Linked DNA regions of Macaca mulatta: region 2 is linked to region 1. A link is a contact called in public Hi-C data. All regions are on one chromosome and are shown on one strand. The core of a region is the stretch at or near the end of the contact, and the rest is flanking DNA. Distances in the headings are between cores, read along the strand shown. Region 1 holds the start of SOCS2 (suppressor of cytokine signaling 2). Region 2 holds the start of CRADD (CASP2 and RIPK1 domain containing adaptor with death domain).

Region 1 (7,104 bases), core at 1,211-3,710:
GGCAAAGACAGGTGGCCGCCCGAGCTGGGGTCAGAGAAGGGCTCGTGTCCTTCCTTGAAGTCAGTGCGAATCCCAAAACGAGTCCCTGCGGGGTGTCCGAAATGGTGGCAGAGAGGGAAGGGATGGGGCTTTTTCTCCCCACGTACTGGAGGGCGGATGACAAAGTCCCTCGCAGACGCGGTCACCCACTGATCGCCTACAAAGAGAAAGCGGGAGGTTGGGTCAGTCCAAACTGGACCCCTGCGGCTGGGGTGGGGGTGGGGAAATGGACGTGGAAAATCCCAGGGACTCCTCCGCCTCTACGTTCCAGCACCATTTAACCCCAAGCTTCCAGTTAGCGCCCTGGCCCAGCTCTAGAGAAAGAATAAAGAGAGCAGAGATCCAAGACACAAAGTTGGCTGAAGAGGTAGGGGGCGGAGGTCAGGATGAGGGTGAACAGGGTGTCTTCCCGCCCAGGGTCACTAGCTGAAATCAAAGACTGGCGACCTCGGAAGAGCAAATAGTCACCTGCAGATCCAGTGGGAATAGGCCCTTATCAAGGACAAGTATAAAAAATTAAAAAGGAAAGAACAGGAGAGATTCCCCAAATTGGCATTCCGGTCTCACACCTGGCGCAGCCCGAGGGCCTCCAGGAAGAAGCACCCACACAAACTTGGTTCTCCACCCTAAAGCGCTGCGGGGCCCTGAGGCACCAAACCCGGGTGCGGAGGTGCGGGAGCTGCCGCATCCCCACCCGGGAGGTTCCTCGCTCCCCTCCCCCCGCTTCCCGGTGCCCGCTCTGGAGGGGTTGGGGGCGCCGCGGCGGTCGCTCCCGGACCAGGATGGCTGCGGTAGCTCTCGCCGCCGCGGGCGCTGTCGAGGAATCGGCCCCAGCGCGCAGCCCTCGCGGGGCTCCGAGCCGAGGCCGGGGCCGAGCGGGCGGTCGCGAGCGCTGCGGGAAGTGCAAACCTCCAACGCCGCGCTCTTACCTCGACCTCGGCTGCCGCCGCCTCCGCACCAGGCAGCCTCCTCAGCGGACATGGGGCGGGGGGGGGGGCGGGAGGGGCCCAGGAGAGGAGGGGCGTCTGCCCTTGTTTCCCCCGTTTACGTTTAATTTGGGAACGAGATGCCCGGGGATGCGACCAGCCCAGCGCTCGGAGGCGGCGGCCGGAGTTCCGTGCGCAGAGGGCACACAAAAGCCTCGAGGATCATTGCCTCGACCCCCTCCCCCACCGCGCGGCGACGCCCCCTCCGGGCTGGGACACCCCACCCTCGGACTGCTGCCGGGTTTCCCTCCGGCTGCGACCCTGGAGGTGGGGAAGGAGAGAGGGAGGGAGGAAGGAGCGAGGGCAGGAGGCAGGCCGGTGGGGAGGAGCGGGAGATCAGGTTATTAGGAGGATTATTAATTTGAATGGCAGTTTAGGTTAAATAAAAAAAAGAAACTCCAGACACTTCCCGACGCCGAGAAGGGACCGGAGAAAGCAGGCAGCAACGCCAGGCCGCGGGGCAGAGCCGCGGCTCGGACTCTCTCTTCGCCGGTGCTCCGAGCGGCGGAAGCCCAGGCCGTCCGCCGCTCCCCGGCGCACGCTGCCGTGCCTCGCCGCCCTCCCCTGCAACTCTCCTTGGGGCGGAGCCTTCGGGCTTCTCCCTGCTACCGGTACCTGCCGCGGGCGCCCGAGCTGCGGGCACTGGGGATCCTGAGGCTGTGCGCCCGGGGCCCCGGCGCGCACTGTCCGCGGGCCACGCGGTGAGGGCGGCTGCGGGCGAGAGTGCTCATGCTTCAGGGGAAACCCAAGGCCCGCCAGCCGCGGCGGCGGCGGCGACGAGACTTGGCAAGAGTTAAACGTCGGTCCCAGGAGCAGGGAGTGCGCGCGACTTTCCAGCCCGACGCGCCTCCCTTGCTCCCCGCCTCCCTCCCAGTAAGCGCTCCGCTCGCGCCCCGCCCGGCTGCTGCGGAGGCCGCTTTCCAGGAACTTTCCAGGAATCGGCCTCACGTGACCGCGGGCCCCGCTACCGCTTTAAAGAGGCTCGGTCGCAATACACAGGCTTCAGAGAAGACCGGGTGAGAGCGCTCGAGTGCAAGGCGGACGGTGTGCACGCTGGGGTCGGCCTGCTTCTGGCCCCACACCCTGGGGTGCTCGGGCGCAAGCTGGAGATGTCCCCCGCCACCGGCCACAGCCAACCCCGTTTCAGCTGCCGGAGCCTGCCCCCTACCCGGGCCAGCTGAGCGCCCGGGTTCAGGGAAGGATGGCGGTCCTCGGCCCTGGGCCCGCCACGGGGGTGGGTTCCTGTAAACATCCCGGCGGCGCCCCCTCGACGCGACCCTCCTGGCCGCACATTTGCGGGGGGTAGGGGTGCAGGAGCGACTGTGGGTCCTCGGAAACGGGCCTCTCCGGCTCTAAGACACATTGATGGCGTGGGGACGCCGTGCTCGGCCCGGTGCCCACGGCCGGGGACCGGAGGCGGTCCCCTTGATCAGGTCCTGGAAGGCAGCGGGCGGGAGAGCAGCGCCTCCTTAAGCGGTGCCGGCCGTCCTTAGTCCCCTCCCCCTGGCGCTCCGGCTCCTTGTCACCAGCATCCACCCGACTCCTCCCTTCCTCCTCCCCTCTGCTCCAACGTCTCCGGCAGACCTGGCGGCCAGCCCCGCTCACCTGCGCCGGCTGCTAAGGGGGCGGCCTTACCTGCGCGCCCGGAAGGGGCTGGGTGACTGGCCTCGGTTCCCGCAGTCCGGCAGTCCGGAGAGTGCCTCTGCCATTCCCGGCAGGGCTGACGCCCACGGGCCGGGAATTCGGAAGGATCCCGGCGCCTCTACCTTACCTGGGATTCTCACCTCCAACCCCGTTGGAAGCCACCCCGCCTTAGTGGAAACTCATCTCCTTGTCTGCTCACCCGCCCCAGAAATATGACCTACTTGAAATGTGACCTACTTTTTAAAAGAAACCCTTAACAATCACGGGAAAACCGGATCCAAAATTTCGATAAGCATTTTTCTTTGAAATACTATTCTATTGCATCACTGCTCAAAAGCTTGAAAGGTCAATGGCCACTTTTAGTTGAGGCCGTGGCTATGGGAAGTTGGGCGAGGAAGGGGGAGGGGTGGGAGGGAGGCGCGTCTTGCAAACCTTGCCTGGTGCCCCCCCTGCCGGCTCTGGGAGGAAACGTGAACCAGCTGCCAACCTTGGGGTCTGGAGCCGGGGACCAATGGTTTTCTCAATAATTTTCCTGCTTTTGAGTACATAACTCTATGCAGATGATAAGCAGATGAGTCGGGGAGGGGGGCATTTCCCAGCTAGCACAGAGCTTTGTTAACGCTGGAGCCTTGTGCCCGTAATCATGTTTCGTTTTTTAGAAAGAGCCTTTTATAGTGTGGGCGGAGCTAAATGAACCCTAGTTAAAATCCTCTACAAAGTAGTTGAATCATTTTGCACAAGGCACTTACCCTCTTTGGACCTCTGGCCCTTTTTGTAACATGAAGGGCTAGATTCGGGTTCTGGGTGAAGGAGCAGGATAAAGGAACAAATCAGATTCCATGTGAAGCCTGTGTACAGTCTGAGGCCCCAAGCCTTTAAGAACCACTATGTCTACTAGGGTTAACTGCCCTCTAAATTATCCTAATATGGCTTCTTCTTCCTTAATGGAAAATCCTAGAGGAAGGGTATACCCACACTTTAGCTTAAATAAAAAGGTATTTATTCCTAAAATTGGCGGGGGCAGGGGAGGGAACGTGACCAAGTCGCCCAGGCTGGAGTGCAGGGGCTCGATCTCAGCTCACCACAACCTCCGCCTCCCGGGTTCAAGCAATTCTCCTACCCCAGCTTCCCGAGAAGCTGGGATTACAGTCGCCTGCCACCACGCCCGGCTAGTTTTTGTTTGTTTGTTTGTTTGTTTGTTTTTATTATACTTTAAGTTCTAGGGTACATGTGCATAACGTGCAGGTTTGTTATGTATGTATACTTGTGCCATGTTGGTGTGCTGCACCCATCAACTCGCCAGTACCCATCAACTCGTCATTTACATCAGGTATAACTCCCAATGCAATCCTTCCCCCCTCCCCCCTCCCCATGATAGGCCCCGGTGTGTGATGTTCCCCTTCCCGAGTCCAAGTGATCTCATTGTTAAGTTCCCACCTATGAGTGAGAACATGTGGTGTTTGGTTTTCTGTTCTTGCGATAGTTTGCTGAGAATGATGGTTTCCAGCTGCATCCATGTCCCTACAAAGGACACAAACTCATCCTTTTTTATGGCTGCATAGTATTCCATGATGTATATGTGCCACATTTTCTTAATCCAGTCTGTCACTGATGGACATTTGGGTTGATTCTAAGTCTTTGCTATTGTGAATAGTGCCACAATAAACATACGTGTGCATGTGTCTTTATAGCAGCATGATTTATAATCCTTTGGGTATATACACAGTAATGGGATGGCTGGGTCATATGGTACTTCTAGTTCTAGATCCTTGAGGAATCGCCATACTGTTTTCTACAATGGTTGAACTAATTTACGATCCCACCATGCCCGGCTAATTTTTGTATTTTTAGTAGAGACAGGGTTTCACCATGTTGGCCAGGCTGGTCTCGAACTCCTGACCTCAAGTGATCCACCCGCCTCGGCCTCCCAAAGTGCTGGGATTACAGGCGTGAGCCACTGCTCCCGGCCAGGATTCTTTTAATCAAGAGGCCAAGCGGGAGGATCGGTTGAACCCAGGAGTTCGAGACCAGCCTGACCAAAGGGCGAAATCCCATCTCTACTAAAAATACAAAAACTAACAGGCCTCTCAAGGTGCCAGGTTTACAGGCGTGAGCCACCGCTCCTGGCCCTAACATTTTTATAACGTAAATTTAATATTTACTTGGTTGTGGGTTGAAATGAATCTTCCAGCAACTCCTTTTTATGTGCTTTCCTGTTGCCTTGGCAGATGCTGTTCCCTCTTCCTAGAATGCTCCAACCCCGATGGCTGCATCACACTTGATTAAAAGAATCCTGGCCGGGAGCAGTGGCTCACGCCTGTAATCCCAGCACTTTGGGAGGCCGAGGCGGGTGGATCACTTGAGGTCAGGAGTTCGAGACCAGCCTGGCCAACATGGTGAAACCCTGTCTCTACTAAAAATACAAAAATTAGCCGGGCATGGTGGCACGTGCCTGTAATCCCAGCTACTAGGGAGACTGAGGCAGGAGAATCCCTTGAACCCGGGAGACGGAGGTTGCAGTGAGCCGAGACCGTGCCACTGCACTCCAGCCTGTTTACCTCTCTGACCTCATTTCCTCCTGTTCTGTTCTTTGATCACTCTGTTCAAGTTACACTGGACTCCTTGCTAATTCTAGAACTCATTAGCCTTGCCCCTGCTTCAGGATCTTTGTACCAGGTCGGGTAGAGAGCTGTCTCCTCTACCTCTCATGCTCTTCTTTTAGATAGCTGCAAGGTTTGCTCCCTCACTTCCTCAAATCTTTATTTAATGCCACGTTCTTAGTGAGACCTTGCCTGTTGTCTCACTCAGAATTGACCCTCCCCCTGCACATTTCTCTCTCCTCCCTGCTCTAGTTTTTTCCTTAATCATGATCACCATCTAACCTAGTTTATATCTTTTTTCTCCAACTTACTTTCTCCCCAACTCTGCTTCATAGATTTGTACTTGCGTTGTTCACAGCTGTACTTCAGCACCTTGAATATAGTTCTTAGTATGTAGTAGGCATCCAATATAATCACTGAATGAATGGATGGATGGATGGATGAATGCATTAGCACCATGGCTTTAAAGTTAAGCTGCCCAGGTATGAATCCTCACTCTGCCACTAGTTGCTACATATGTGATATTTGGCAATTGATTTAGCCTCTTCTGGAGATGATCGTTGCACCTACCTTACAGGGCTGTTGTGATAATTAATTGAAATAATCTATGAAAAGTGCTTTGGAACTTAGCAAATAATAACAATTAGCTGTTATTTCAACTATCATCCTTTTACTCTCAGTGAGTTTGGATTTTTCTCTCTATGGATAAGACTGTCTTACATTTACCTACGTAAAATCTACGGTCACCTCCACCCCCACCAAACCTCCCATCCTGTGGCTTCCAGAGAACTTCATGTAGTAGGTTCCCTGGAGCGCCCTTTTGGCTTTAAAATTTGCAGGTTTCCAAAGTTATTCCATTTGTCCCTAGATTTTCAGACCATATGTGTTCAGTGTGGCAGGTTCATGGCTGCAGTGATGAACACTTATTCTCCATGAGGAGGGAAGGGAGAAGATTTTCACAAAGCTTGAGCATTTCCTCCACTGCCTGCACTGAGGAGTTGCCAAGGCTTGAAAATCTCTTCCGTGTGCCAAACCAGGACTGGACGTTTCTGGTTTTGCAATGCAGACATTCTAATACTGGCATTGACAAATGCTCCACACTGAGCTACTGCCAAATTGCCAGGAGGGTTTTTCATTGTTTGTTTGGGGGATAGGGGAACAATAGGATGGCCTTTGAAGATTGTGTCTGACACACCTGTGGGCAGAAGGTAGGCTTTAAGTATCCACCATCTCTTCCTTTTAGAGTTTGCCGTCTCCCTACCACCCTACCACACACAGCGCCCTCAAGACTCCCTGTGATCCTGGGATGCACTCACTGAAGAGTGTGTGACCTGGGTGAGCCAATGGGAGTGCCTCGAGCTCTTGGACATAGAGGTTTGTCCAGTATCACAAGTCCAGTACAACTAACCAGATTATTTTTCTTTTCAGGATTTGATGGAAATGCTACAAGAGAAGTAGGCTCTCCCCTTCTGAAATGATGAGTGATAAAGACCATGCAGGTCAACTTTTCCACCACATGGAGGGAGCCTGTCGAAGAACAAAGGCAACAGAGAAAAGAGCAGAGCTGAGGTTCAGTGAGAGGGAGAAATTTCTGAGTGTTTGAATCCCACATGCCAGAAGCTGCACCACACTTGGGCTTCTCACTACAGGAACCAGTGAGTTTATTTTTTCCTGACCTGGTTGGATTTGGGCATTCTCAAGAGTTTGGGGGTTGGGTGTGGGGGCATTTAGGGGAGAGAGAAGAATGCAGAATGGAGAAGGGGAAGAAGAGAGCTGCCTTCCACTTTAATGAGCATCTCCTACTTTTCCTCTGGTGCTTCTCAGCACTAAGTCCC
Region 2 (7,104 bases), core at 3,390-5,889, 100 kb before region 1:
TTTAAAAAATATTTTAAGGTCTGAAACAAGAGAAGGTGTTAACTATCAAGTTTCAATGCATCATTTCTTCCATTGCTTCCACCCTTTCCTTTACATATATCTTTACATATATATATACATACACACACACACCCCCCTCTAGAACTTATGGTATACAGGATTTTCAAATACATATGAAGATTTTAAAAGTGATTTTTAGGAGATAGAAAACTATACAGTGAAGAAGTGAATGAATGATAAACCCCCAATTCAGGGCTTTTCACTGAGTGGGGGTTGGGAATGAGACAAGATTGGGAAGGAGTGCCCAGGGTTCTTAAAGGCAATCGTAATATTATTTTTCTTAAACTGAGTGATGGGGAGATGGGTGTTCACTGTACCATTATTCTCCATATCTTACTTGTATTTTGTAATATTATTTAAAATAGTCAATATTTAATAAATACAAGTCTTTTTTAAAAGAGTTTATATGCTTGTCACTGTGGAAGATATTGAAAGACATATATAAATCAAATCCTCACTTCAGAATGTTTTTTTCAATAGCAGTGTTACTCAATAAAAAGTAAAACAATTATGACTGTACAAATTTGTTCCAGAGCCAACATTCTACGGAATTAACAAATCTTGAGAAAAACCTTATTTTTCTAAACTTCTACACAGATATGCTCAAGTTTTTCCCATTATGTACTGCTTCATTCTGTTTGCTTTTTTAAAAAGCTATTTTTCCTTAGCTTCTCTGTAACTTTCATCACTTTGTAAAAAAAAAAAGCATTAATTCTTTCTAACTCTCTGAATGAATCCAAATAAATAAAAATGGGGTTATGGCCGAGCATGGTGGTTCACACCTGTAATACCAGCACTTTGGGAGGCCGAGGTGGGCAGATCACCTGAGGTCGGGAGTTTGAGACCAGCCAGACCAACACGGAGAAACCCTATCTCTACTAAAAATACAAAATTAGCCAGGCATGGTGGCGCATGCCTGTAATCCCAGCTACTCAGGACGCTGAGGCAGAAGAATTGCTTAAACCCAGGAAGAGGAGATTGCAGTCAGCCGAGATTGCACCGTTGCACTGCAGCCTGGGCAACAAGAGTGAAACTCCATTTCAAAAAAAAAAATGGTATTATGTCTCTATGAATGACATACAACAGCATGATTTGTATCACCCAAAATGACTATAAAATTAAATTCAGTATTTTGATAGTGAAAGGCTTTCAGTTCACCTGTTCTGTTGTTTCCAACTATATGATGCCAGCAGAAACCTCTTAAGTCAAATATCAGGAAAGCACCAATAATTTTTAACATTTCTCCAACTCTATGTTATCTATTCTGCTTTCAATAAAGTCATAAAAACATCTTAGACACATTTTGTTCAGACACGTGGAGTATTTAATTTTGTAAGGATAATCCAAGCAGTGAATTCCAGTGGTCCTCAAAAGCCAGCTATTTCTAGTATTTCAAAAAGCCTAAAGATATATTTACCTGTAATGAGCCCAGGCTAGGAATGAAAATACTTTTGCTTTTTCCACTGGGATCTTACCAGGTCTTCCTAAAGTTAGCTGGCTATCTCATGCTGATCAGGTATTCAGACATATGTCAAAATATGAGGTCCATGGAGCAAAAATAGTAAAAGTGGTCTTATTATCAGTATTCATTTTTTTTAATCAGTATTTAAAAAATAGCAACCATGAAGCCTGGGGCCCACTAAACCAGAATAGTTCTATCACTGTTATCACAAACCCCAGAGAACCTTGATTCTCTAACTTTGTTAAAAATTTGCAAGTCACCTTTCAATTACTTTTTTTTTCAATTTTTAATTTTTCCCAGTCCAGTTCTCTGCCCCTCCATCTTTGTAAAACAGAGTCAAGGGAAGTTAAGAAGAAGCAAGTGTTTCCATATCACATCTTCTTCCTGCTACAAGCCAGGCTAACAGAACCAGAACTGTTTCTCTCTTCTCCAGCTTCCAATTCTCCTTCAAATTAAACTGAGACCCTCCCCAAACTATTGCTCTTTGCAAAATTAAATACTCCGGTGTCTGAACAAAAGCTAAACTAAAAAGGACACTTTAAACGAATAACCTTTAAAAACAAACTAAGTCAGCCTTCAAAATAATCCCCTTTGGCCACATGGGACAGCCCAGGGGACAGGTACAGGGCTTTCCTTCCTAGAGGCTGTCTCCTACTCCATGAATCTGACCTTTTCCAGCTGGTAGCTCTGGCACCTCACAAATCACTTGTCAGTAGGCCGAATGCCTGCTTTCCCATCTGCACTTTCCAAATGGTTCCTGATGCCAACGGCTGAGATATGACCTGACTCTCTGATGAGAACATGCTTCCCAAGTGACATGCCAGGTTTCCCTGGAAGCATTTCTAAATGCATTCTCTGAGCTCCCTCCCTCACCTCCCAGTCACGGTTCATTCTTCCTTCCCTGCACTTCCTAATGCCACCTCCTGATCCTATGCCTCTAATGTCATGTCCCTTCAGTCCCAACTCCTTACCCACTTTCATCAACCGTTGACCCTTGTCCTGCCTTACATCCCAACTTCAAATCCAAAGGGCGGAGTTCTGGCTAGGTGTGGTGGCTCACGCCTGTAATCCCAGCACTTTGGGAGGCTGAGGTGGGTGGATCACCTGAGGTAAGGAGTTCGAGACCAGCCTGGCCAACATGGTGAAACCTCATCTCTACTAAAAATATAAAAATTAGCAGGGCGTGGTGGCGTAAGTCTGTATTCCCAGCAACTCGGGAGGCGAAGGCAAGTGAATTGCTTGAACCCAGGAAGCAGGGGTTGCTGTGAGCCGAGATCACGCCTAGCGAGATCACTGCACTCCAGCCTGGGTGACAGAGCAAGACTCTGTTTCAAAAACAAACAAACAAATAAACAAACCAAAAAGCAAAGGGCATAATTACAACATTTTGGAGCTGGTTTGAAGTGATCTTTCTGAGGCCTACCTGCAGGTAGGTCGGTCATGGCCTCTTTCCTTGCCTTCTTCAGCTTCTCCCTGACCCAGGGAAACTCCTGTAGGGAATCTAGGAATGTATCGAATGCTTTAGGGCCCCTGGAAGGTAGGATATCCAGCAGGAGCATTGTTTTCCGGAGGCCTGTGGTTTGAGCATTGATTTCTTGAACATGGTTTTCCGTCAAGATTCCCTCCTGGTAGAGGTACTGAAGAACCAGTCCCTCCACCAACACCTCTGCACCCAGCTCCAGGCGAAGTGAGCGGAGTACTTGCTTGTCTCTGGCCTCCATTTCTCCCTGGAAAGAGCCGAAATCACAGCTCAAATTACAGACACGCTGATGTGGCCCGAAAGACAGTGTCACTGCAATGTAAGTTCCTTCAGGTCAGGCATATCTTCAAACCGTGGCAGAGTGCCAGGTCATGGTATTTAATTCACGAGTTAAGCCAAGCCAAGTTAACTTTGAATGTTTCCTAACATAATGAACAACACTGAAGATGAATCATCTTTTCTGTTCCTGCTTTTCACACAGTGGGGTCCCAGCTCAATTCCTCGTTCAATAAAGAAATTTGGAAAAAGAAAAAAAAAAAAAGTGGGTCAGAGACCCTTCCGAAAAAGCAATTTTTATCTGAAGATTACAGAGCAGCATTAATTTTAACATGCTGGAGAAGAAATCGTGGTTTTATTTTAACATTGCCCTCATCAGACCTGCACCACCACCACCACCACGGCAGAAACTGCCAAAGTGGGCGCAGGTGTCCCTTTTTTGATCACAAGTATTTGCAAAACCTGATCAGTAACAGGAGTGCAGGACAGAAATCAGCAGGAACAGAGTTTAAGGCTCTTTTCGTTAAAAGTCCTCTACACCATCACCTTTAAGAAAATTGTTGTTTGTGCCCAGTCTACAATAAACCTTACACAATATATAGTCACAGACTCCATTCCTTCCCACTAAGAATTCCGAATCTCCAGCACAACACTGTCGTGGCCACACATGCATGGGACATTTTATGGGATTTTTTTTCTTTAAAACACCCCAGCGCCGGTCAGTAGCCAGGCACAATTTGAAGGTGCATTTCCACCACCCCTGCACCCATGTGCTGTGGCTTGGTTGTGTGTAAGGCAGTGAAGGTCAAGTGACCGGGAAGGCAGGTAGGGATGACATATGCGGCTTCAGATACACCCGGGCAGTACGACCACGGCTGGGCGACACCCGATCCCACACTCCCCCTCGCAACCCTGCAAAGTTTAGGAGGTGACAGGTGAGGAGGGGGAGGTGTTCACATTTGGCGGTGAGCGCCCATTGGGAACTTTTTAAAAAGTCTCTGCCTCGGCCGCTGAAATCCTTGTATCAAACAGGAAGACTACGGGCGGTTTCTGCCGCAATTTGACCCGCTAAAGAGGGAGTGCTGGGAATGAACTTAACAGCGGATCAAGGGGAGAGCGGGCCTCCGGCACTACCGCAGCCACCCAGCCTTGGCCCGGATCGGAAATGCAGAGCAAGTTAGTGGGGCGGGGAAGCCCCCGCAGGGCCCAGGTCGCAGACGCTACAATGCAGGGCTTTCAAGAAAAAATGGATTCCTGTTACTTACGTCTGCAACCACGTATCTTTGGGGCGGGGGAGAAAAACTGCAACCGGAATCCTGACTGTTAGGGAATCTGCCCCATAAGCACCATCTTTGTTAAAGGCGAAAACACAGGAAGTGTTGACACCATCTTTGTTGAGGGCAAGCACAGGAAGTGCTGTCGCCATTTTTATTGAGCGTTCAAGGGTCGGATCGAAGCTCTTCCCGCCATGTTTACTGTGGGTAAACAATTCAATCACGGGGAGGTGGACAACAGTAGCGTCACTTAGAGGGTATCTAAGTAATGGAGTCATTGAATCATTGCATTTTAACACAGTAACTACACCAGGGCCCTACACACAATTGACATAACAGAGAGGCAGGTCAAAAGTCACCCTGGTAGAGACGCCTTCTCTGACCTGATTAAAACGGCAACACAGCTGCACTCATCTCCTGCACTCCCCATTCCCTTAACCAGCTTTATTTTTTACGTATCACCATATTATTAAAACTTTTTACTTATTCACTTGTTTATCCCTCTGCTTCCCTCCATTAAAATGCAAGGTATTTATTTATATCAAGGGTTCCTGTCCGCAAAAAGTTTACAAATCTGTCAGTCAGAATTTCATTACAGCACTCAGCTAGCTACTCCTAGTCAAAAAGGGATTTGTCAGGGGGAATTCGGGACATTTGAAATGATTGGAAAGACTGGAGAAGGGCTGAACATCCATGAATGACTACAAAGATAAGATTGCCATACTGGCTCCTGTCCACAATCAGGAAGATGGCATCAGGAAGTTGCCATGCCTCGTCCCCAACCTCTCAACACCGACAGAACAATTAACAGGACACTGGAACACTGCTGCAAAAAACCGTGGTCTCCACGGCTGCATTTGCCAGCAGCATGAAAACAGCACCTGCAAATATTGCTCTGCTGCGTGCAATTGGTGAGATCAATTTCACATGCAGAATATTAGCAGCAAGGATGTCTAGAGCATGTAGTTTATAGCTTTCCAGCTTGAGAAACACAAAAAGGTGTAGTAAACGAGGGAAGGGCTGATACTAAAGGCCTATCTATTGCATCCACCACATTTTCAATTTGGAAAGCAAGAAAAAATGCATGACCCAAATAGAAACACAGAAATGCCAAGTTGGGTGTCCTTCCTCACATTCCTTTGTGAAGTGAGGCAGTCGATCAATAAATACATTCATTGATTCATTTTTAAATCAATTGGATGATACATACAAAAAGTCATATGCTTACTAAAAATTAGTTGACAATACAGGGGGAAAAACTCCTGAAATATTGTTTCTGCAAAGGTTTTCATAGCCAAAACCTTTGGTGGGAAATGAAAATATCTTTGTAAGCAAATCAATGGAGAACAGTTCTGAAACTCTCTCCTCAAAACCTTCTAAAAATTGTATCCACTGTACAGTGTTACTATGCCAGTTACCATTTTACTACACCATTAATGACAGTATTTTTACCTATGTGGCAAGTATTATTATTACAGTCATGCATTGCATAACAATATTTGGGTCAATGACAGACTGCATATATGATAGTGGTCAGAGCAATAGGCTATGCTGTATGGCCTAAGTATGTAGTAGGCTATACCATCTAGTTTTGCTTAAGTATACCCTATTTTGTTTGCACAATGATGCATTTCTCACAATGTATCTCCATTGTTATAACTGTATTAGCATTTTGCATGTATAAAGACTATGGAATCAGAATGGTCAACTGTCTTAGCCAAAATCTCACAGCTAATATAGAGCAAAACTTGAATTCTAATGAAGTTTCTCTGATTTCATGCTCTTTCCAATACACCATACAACCCTGTATAGTGAAGAGTTTATTGTTCTAATGATAGCCAAATATTACTTGCAAATCATCCTGTTGCCACCTCCTATCTCTCTCCCTTTTCCCCTTTTTCTCGAGAATCATTGTCCTTTCCTCAGCAAGATTTCCCATCTGTACATAGACAAGTGTTAGCACCATTCTTTGTCTTCGTCCAGATAAAGTGCAGACCACTTGCAACACTGCCAAGCGTTGAGGTTTATAGGTTGAATATGCCTAATACAAAAATTTGACATCCAGAATGCTCCAAAACCTGGCTGGGAGTGGTGGCTCACACCTGTAATCTCAGCATTTTGGGAAACCAAGGCAGGCAGATCATTTGAGCCCAGGAGTTCAGGGCCAACCTGGGCAACATAGTGAGATCCCATCTCTACAAAAAATACAAAAAATTAGCCAGGCATGGTTGTGCACGTCTGTAGTCCCAGTTTCTCAGGAGGCTGAGGTGGAGAATCAATTGAACCCGGGAGGTGGAAGTTGCAGTGAAACAAGATTGTGCCACTGCACTCCGGCCTGGGCAACAGACAGAGACCCTGTCTCAGAAAAAAAAAAAAAAGAAAGAAAGAAATGCTCCAAAACCTGAAACTTTTTGAGTGTCAACATGATGCCACAAGTGGAAAATTCTACACCTGACCTTACGTGATGGGTCAGTCAAAACACAAACCTTTGTTTCATATACAAAATTATTTAAAATATTGTATAAAGTTACTTTCAGGCTATGTGTATAAAG

The links. Hi-C and Micro-C count contacts between places; a contact is called where the count stands out from the background.
Region 2: a Hi-C map of liver shows a contact between it and region 1, with 5 times the contacts expected there. The contact joins the promoter of CRADD here to the promoter of SOCS2 in region 1. A contact is called at or near these places in 3 of 14 Hi-C or Micro-C datasets (CD4 T cells, fetal cortex germinal zone and liver).

What each region holds. Positions count from the first base shown.
Region 1 is chr11:100,894,732-100,901,835 of T2T-MMU8v2.0, reverse strand. SOCS2 (suppressor of cytokine signaling 2) reads right to left here and starts at 2,460. Exons shown (of 3, transcript NM_001194762.2): 1 at 2,194-2,460; 2 at 1-196. LOC114670918 (a long non-coding RNA gene) reads left to right here and starts at 1,604. Exons shown (of 2, transcript XR_013401260.1): 1 at 1,604-2,041; 2 at 6,698-7,104.
Region 2 is chr11:100,998,391-101,005,494 of T2T-MMU8v2.0, reverse strand. CRADD (CASP2 and RIPK1 domain containing adaptor with death domain) reads right to left here and starts at 4,639. Exons shown (of 3, transcript NM_001267004.1): 1 at 4,544-4,639; 2 at 2,946-3,249. The coding sequence starts at 3,243.